Regions from separate parts of the Gasterosteus aculeatus genome. Here region 2 is linked to region 1. A link is a contact called in public Hi-C data. All regions are on one chromosome and are shown on one strand. The core of a region is the stretch at or near the end of the contact, and the rest is flanking DNA. Distances in the headings are between cores, read along the strand shown.

The links. Hi-C and Micro-C count contacts between places; a contact is called where the count stands out from the background.
Region 2: a contact with region 1 is called in a Hi-C map of skeletal muscle, with 3 times the contacts expected there. The contact joins the enhancer-like site here to the promoter of LOC120819755 in region 1. A contact is called at or near these places in 4 of 6 Hi-C or Micro-C datasets (skeletal muscle, tail fin and whole body).

Annotation. Positions count from the first base shown.
Region 1 is chr5:4,769,409-4,772,973 of fGasAcu3.hap1.1, forward strand. It overlaps LOC120819755 (growth/differentiation factor 10-like), which reads right to left and starts at 1,881. Exons shown (of 3, transcript XM_040177451.2): 1 at 1,414-1,881. The coding sequence starts at 1,675.
Region 2 is chr5:4,816,561-4,820,125 of fGasAcu3.hap1.1, forward strand. frmpd2 (FERM and PDZ domain containing 2) reads right to left here. Exons shown (of 29, transcript XM_040177356.2): 28 at 3,381-3,565; 29 at 1-396. The coding sequence ends at 3,528. Among protein-coding and RNA genes, the nearest start is that of LOC144407983, 6.4 kb to the left of the region's middle. Within about 2 kb of position 1,886, at least 1 of the 9 cell types and tissues checked has open chromatin away from gene starts, as enhancers often do.

The DNA.
Region 1 (3,565 bases), core at 631-3,130:
CGCCCACGAGATGGAGCTCAAATTGGCTGTTGCGGACAATAAGCATATACCAATCAGATTTGCGTGCTCATTCCATGTAATGACTGATAATCCAGATAATTGGGATAATGACACGCCAACGATGGTCACTGGATATGATCGATGGCTGACAAAAGCATCAACATCCTTTCTCATCATGGCATATGAAGACATTTTCAGTGAAACGAAGCTCTCTTTAGAGTGCTGTAAAACTAAGTAATGGACATCTAATTTTGTTGTGCATGAATCCGCGACACAATTGGAGTTGTGGAATGCCAGAGACAGGAGTTTGACAGTTTCTTTGAGCAATTTGACAGAAATGTGCCACACTGGGCCTGATGAAGAGTGTCCAAAGTAAGCAGTCACTCAGAGAGGAAATAAATGTTTTATAACATTCTGGACAACATCAATGGTCAACTGAAAGCTAGGTTTGATCATTTTGGTGAGCTAGCTTTCCTTGGTTTTGGTTGACTGTGCAAAAATTGAGGAAATGTCACACCGTTTTGATGACACCAAAAAGCAGAGCCTCTCAAAATATGCCTTCTTCTTTTCTTCTACTTTACTTTGTTAGACCTACGGCTGATCTCATCGGACTTTATAGTTCCCAAACGGTGAGGAATGAGTGTAAATCTCCTGGACAGCTCCTCAACTTTTTGGCCCAGAAGGATTTGATGAAGACTGTTCCTAAGGCGACAAAGTTACTTCAGCTGGTGTTCACTATACCGGCTACAACAGTGTCCGTGGAAAGGTCCTTCTCTGCTTTGAAAAGACTGAAAACATACAGTCGAAATCGGATTGGACAACTTTCATCCTAGGCAATTATCTCTATTGGGACAAAGAGACTTTTGAAGTAGATAACGAGGACTTTTACAACAAAGTAATTGCAGTTTGTCCAGAAGGTTAGGCGAATGGATTGTGATGTCAAATGAAGAACACATGGAGGGTTTCGAGCAAATGTGCTCTCTCTGAGCCGCTATAAATGTACCTTTCTTTGGCAAAATATCCAGTTGAATTTTGAATTTATGCTACTGTGAATCTGACTTCACTTCATTGACTGAAAAAGTCAGTGCCTCCGCAGCCACGAACCTCACAGCACGTCACTGAGATAAACATAAGGATTATTTTCTAAAAGCTATGTTGTGGAAAATATGTTAATCATTATGATCTGATGACTCAAACATAACAGAAAAAACAAAATGCCCAATCAATATGTATACAAAATGTATACCACAATGTTACCTGAGAAAATTTGCTATTAAGCACAGAGTAACACTCTAAATAAATGTATCTGTTTTGACTCATCATGGACCTTACTTTGTATCCGGCATAGTGTCCGCAGCAATGATCACTTATCACCAAAGTAACATGCAACTGATAATCGCTTTGGCCACTCACTCGGGACAGCCTTAAAGCTCCTCACAGTGTTTCCGTCCCTCTGGCTCTGCGGCTCTTTGCTGTACTTCTCGTACACTTTGAACATGTTGATGGAGACCATGTCCCGGTTTGCGCCTTCGTGCGCAAAGACACCCTGCTCCGCAGCCGCTAAGTCTTCGGTACCTTGACGCACGGTTTGACCAAAATCCTCAGATACCATTTTGCCGGAGCTCAACTCCAGCATTATTAATACATTCAGAGTGTGAAGAAAGCGTCTCGCCATGGTTGATGTTCTTGGAAGTGATCCAAACAAAAAATGTGAAGCGGGGAAACTTAATACAGCAAAGAATAAGCAAAAAGTAGCGCTGCCCGTCTCTCGCTGCTGGATGCCCACCCAGGAGTTTCAGCCGGTGTCTATGTAATCCGTAAAACAAGCACTCCGCGGTTCACGATCTACAGCTGTTTCTACAATGGGTGGAGACCGGGGGGGAGGACGCATGGATGGAGCTCTGCTGCTGGATGTCAGATGGTGACGCCTCAGAGCGCACAACCAACGAGCGACAGGCCGCATCTTCTGTGACTGCTCATGAGTTTTGATGAGAAGCAAAGTTATGAACCGCGCTGCCAAACTGTCCGGTAAATATGCAGCATCTTCGAAGGTGACTTGAGTATATCAGTTTAAGGCAGAACAATCCTGCAAGAGGTTTTAGAGGCAGTAAGTAATTCACATTAAAACGTCTTTCTCTTTTTCATTAAGAAAAAAGTTAGAGCACAGTACATTTTGACTTTACTGATGATGCTCATTTCAGCCTCGGGAAAGATTGAGTAACAAGCAGTCAACAACATCTTTCTAGGCTCCCCTCTGCTTTCTGTGCTTCTCCTGCATCACAATAGTGTCCCTGTGAGTGAGATGACAGCGGGTCGGCCCAGCTATTAAAATACCTACTGGGGGATCACAAGGAGCTCTTTGACACCACCCTTAAAGTACTAAGGGAAAACGCCCCCCCCCCCCCCGCCCAACACTGGTGTGTTTAAAGTTAGCGCGACTTCAACAAAAGAGCCAGATAGCATCTGTCTCCGCCTGGGGAGATTTGGAACTGTGTTATCACTCAGCGCAGGCTTGTCTAATTGGTTCTAATGATGGCCAGTCTTCTTTTGATGGTGTTTCAGGCTGTCCTCGCCAGCACAAACACCAGCATTAATCATTTCATCACACACTTAAAACGACCAATGCCTCTGTTTTCCTCACAAGAGGCGGCCTTGTGGTGATGCGAAGAAGGACTGCTCTCCTTCAGAGGCAACCCTTGGGATGTGGGACCCGGAGAGGGGCCTGACGCCAGAAAGCCCTTCAGGAAGCGGGTCAGCGAAGATGATTGGAAGACTTTGATGTCCGAGACAACAGGTTGCGACCAATCTACCACCAACAGTCACATATTGGTGTCTTTTACTGTGACCATTCCCTTTTCCTAACCATAGCCTGAAAGCTTTTATTACCTAAAATTAATCAAAGCTGTCGCCAGATCACAAAACACCAAGTCATTTGGAACTGCAACGACAGACTCATCTTGTTTAGGACACATCGACATGCGGGTTAGCAGAGCCTGGAATCGAACCGACAACCCTCTGATTGGAGGACGACCGTGCTCCCCACTCACCCACATTCGCCTGTCTCACGACAAATGTTATGGAACACACAAACAAGACCTTTTCACAGGGCAATTCAAATGACAGCTTCGTTTTTTGGATCACACCAATTAAGCCAAAAAGGGTGAGAACCAGCGCTGTTGTTCCGTATTAGCAGAACCAGACCAAGAAGCTGGCCAAAATATACGTCCTCTATTACACATTGAGACTCATTTAACATTTTTCATCTTGTATGACATCATGAGATGAGTCACTGCTCCTACACCTCCTTCTCCTCCTCATTTGCAGGGTAAAATGAGAAGTTTACCCCCCCCCCAACATGCTCTCATTCACAAAATATTTGCCTGGGGTGCTCATCAGGACAGGGAGGAGGACAGGCGAGCCCACCGTGTTTCTTTTGGCCCAAGACCCTATCCTTCATCCTCCCTCCTCTCCCCTCCTCTTCGTTCCTTTGACTTGTTTTAATACTGCTGGCTGGAGCTGAATGACCATTCATGCGCATTGCAGTTGGATATGGATGTTTGTGTGT
Region 2 (3,565 bases), core at 636-3,135, 47 kb after region 1:
TGTGCCAAATGCACGGCGAACGGGGTTATCCACACCCTTGGACTCAAACAATGAAACATGTTTTAAACATGATGCACATCTTGAATGCTGAACACTTGGCTTACGAGATGTAAACTGCTTGAATGCAAATGTTGGGTTTGTATCTTTTCACTATGGATCAACAGCTTTCTCTCATTTAAGGCTAAGGTGTCCTTTTTACGGTCAACTCATCCTTCAACCTCAGCCTCCCTTTGGTTGGAAATCCCTTGAGCACAGCAGGAAGATGGCGATGTCAGCAGACACGACCGGTGGGGGGAATCCATCTCTGCACATCTTTCGCTTATCAGTCATCGGCAACGTGCAGTGACCTGAGCAGAGGCTGCAGAGGTCGAGGCCGCGCTGTCCGTCTCTTTTGCCCTGTTCATGAATAAACAGAGGCCAGTGTATGGGTGTGCGTGTCTGTCAGGTCGATTACACACACACACCGAAACACACACAAGCGCTCAAAAAGCCCTGTGCCGACTCTACTGGCATAATTAGAAACATTTGGGATCATTCGCAAAGGGAACACAAGCTCTGATGGGATCCAGATGCACTACTGGGTTTCACTGAAATATAGGAACCTTTATTTACGAGGGGCCATTACTGGCTCCTCACCCAGGGAGGTGAGTGTGTGTGCGTGTGTACTGCTCGTTTTGTTTATTGCTGGATCATCCATATTTAGGTCTGGTTCAGTTTAATGGCTTTTGTTTCGGTGGGAGCATGTGGGGTTGGATCAGAGGTTAACCTGAACGCATAATACTGTGAGCCTAAATGAACTCGAGGAGACTCGAAAGCTGAAGTAGCTGCCAAAAGTTTAATAGGTAGAGAATTGACATTCGCACTTAAAGATGCAATATCTCCATATGTAAGGAACTTCTGTGTCCTCAACAATATTCATAGCAACCGTAAGGGGCTGAAGGGCAGAAGAGGGAAGGGAGGGATTGTACGTTCCAGCCATAAGCCTTCCACCTACTCCATCAGGGGAATTGAGATCAGGTGTGCCAGGAGACACACCTGGACTTGATCTTCTCATCAAGCAGTGGGTGCAAAAAGGCAAGGAGGGAATCCGTCGGCAAAGAGACAGGTTGGGAGAGGAGCAGTGTGGGAGCGCACCGATAGTGGCCCCGTCTGATTTCTTAAGTGTAATTTAGTTTGGTGAACGCGTTGGAGATCAACTGGGTTATCTGTTTTGTTTTATCACGTTGGTTTACTAAAGCTTATTACTTGATCCCATATGCCTCTGCCTCTTGACTGCTGCGCTGACATTTTTGATGGAATCCTCAATGCAATCCAGTTACACAATTATTTAACAATTTCTTTTAGCATTTGTATAATACATCTAATATCATAAATTATCCTTCAACCTACAGATTGAACATTTTTGAATATTTTTATATGTGTGTATACGTTAAGTCAAAATCCAGTGACGTATCACTTCACTGGAACACCTCTTTGTTCAATTTACCATGCATAATCACTACAATGAGTCAATGTTCCACCAGTGCACTGGATGCTTTTTGCCACACAAATGGATCAAATGTCACTTTCAACACTATGCTGCCGCCTCCTGGCTTAGAGATGAACTGGTAACAAAACATACAGCAGTGGTTTACTAAAATTAGACTTATGGCAACATTTTGCCTTGCATTTGCATTGACCATGTTCTTGTCCATCGTATGGGCATGAGGGAGGCTGGACAAGGGTACAACCAAACATCAGTAGATTCACTGTGTCCACCATAATCCGAAGATTTAGAGAAGAGAACAGGTAATTACCTTTTTTGACATTATAGTGCAGTATGTAAATGTTGACAGCAATTACTGTATGACATACCATATACTGTACCACAGTATATCAATTGTTGATATGGTCCGTGAGAACAATGCCATTAAACTGAGTGAAATTCAGCAGAAGATCATTGAGGACCATGTACATTTTGAGGGTATCAATAGTGTCAGCCTCTCTACCGTTGTTCGTGTCCTCAAGCGCATGAAACAGCTATACAGAGTGCCCTTTGATTGCTACTCAGACAGAGTCAATGGGCAAAGATTCCAGTATGTACAGGTTGGCATATATCCAGACACATTGAATGTTGATTACTCTAAGTAGTGATTTACTGTAGTGGCCTAAATCCTTTTTTTCCGTATAACTTACAAAACTATGTTTCTACAAAGGGTTTTTCAACTGGATGCAATGGAAATACCCCATGAATACATCTACATGGATGAAGCTTTGTTTAATCTCACCAAAAGGAGAAGGAGAGGACATAATGTGATTGGCCATCGGGCCATTGTTGGTGTTCCTGGACAGCGTGTCACATTATGTGCTGCCATCAGCAATCATGGGGTTGTCCACCATCATGCCAACCTGGGGCCCTACAACACTCACCAGCCCCTCATTTTCCTCAATCACATGCAAGATTCTCTGTTAGGGCAGTAGGATGAGCATCACATCTATGTTGTTGTTTGGGACAATATGAGTTTTCAAAGAGCCCTGCAGGTTAGAGTGGTTTTATGAACCAAGGTTTTACCAATCTTTGCCTTCCACCGTACTCCCCTTTCCTAAACCACATTGAGGAATTCTTCTCATGGCGGTGGAAGGTATATGAACGCCAACTTTACACTAGGGTAAATCTCCTGCAAGCCATGGGACTTGCCTGTGGTGACATAGGTGTGGAGGAATGCCAAGCCTGGATACGGCATGCCAGGATTTTTTTCCCCCGTCGCCTGGCCAGAAAAAATGTGGCCTGTGATGTGGATTAAGTGGCCTGACCCAGTACGGAGACATGATGCTGTGGCTGAGTAATGCACTTATTTGTATATTTTTGTACTTTATTCTTACATGGGCTTACTGTACACAAGTGGCAAATGCACAAGATTTCTGTTTTGTCTTCTTGTACAAGTGCTAAATGCACAGGTTTTTTTTTGTTTTGCAACATGCATTTAGCCTACAGTGAACAATAAACATTTATTTCTCCAGCTTCATGTCCTGAGCATTGTGTTATCTATTTTTCCACATAGTGTTTAGTGACTGTTCAGTAGAGTTTTAAATTTTGATTGACTCGGGGCACGATTTGACAACATAGTTCAGTTTTGAGGTGAAAGTTTGGTTTTGCAAGAAAAGTCTGAGGTTTTGTGAATGTAGTTTGAAAATTGGGTTTTGTGTTCACAGTTTGGAGAAAAGGAGAGCAGCTTTCAATAAATGGGTCTTAGCAATCGAGAAACTGTAATATGTGGCAATCACAAGAGGCGAAAATATGACAACAGTCAGAAAATCATACTCTTCCATCTGGTGATCAAAGGGACTTACAACAATGTTAAATCCCATCACCTCATGTCCCACTGCAGAACATCACTGACCTTTCAGCAGTATCGGAGTCATCATTAAGATGAGTTTAATGCAGTAGCCCAGAGACACATATCGTTCAGCCATCCGTCGGCCCCCATCACCACTTCCTGGTTGACACGAAGCACTGTGTTGCTTCTGAACATCCCTTGATGTTCCACTCATGTGTCAGTGAACTGATCAATGGAAGGAAGGATCC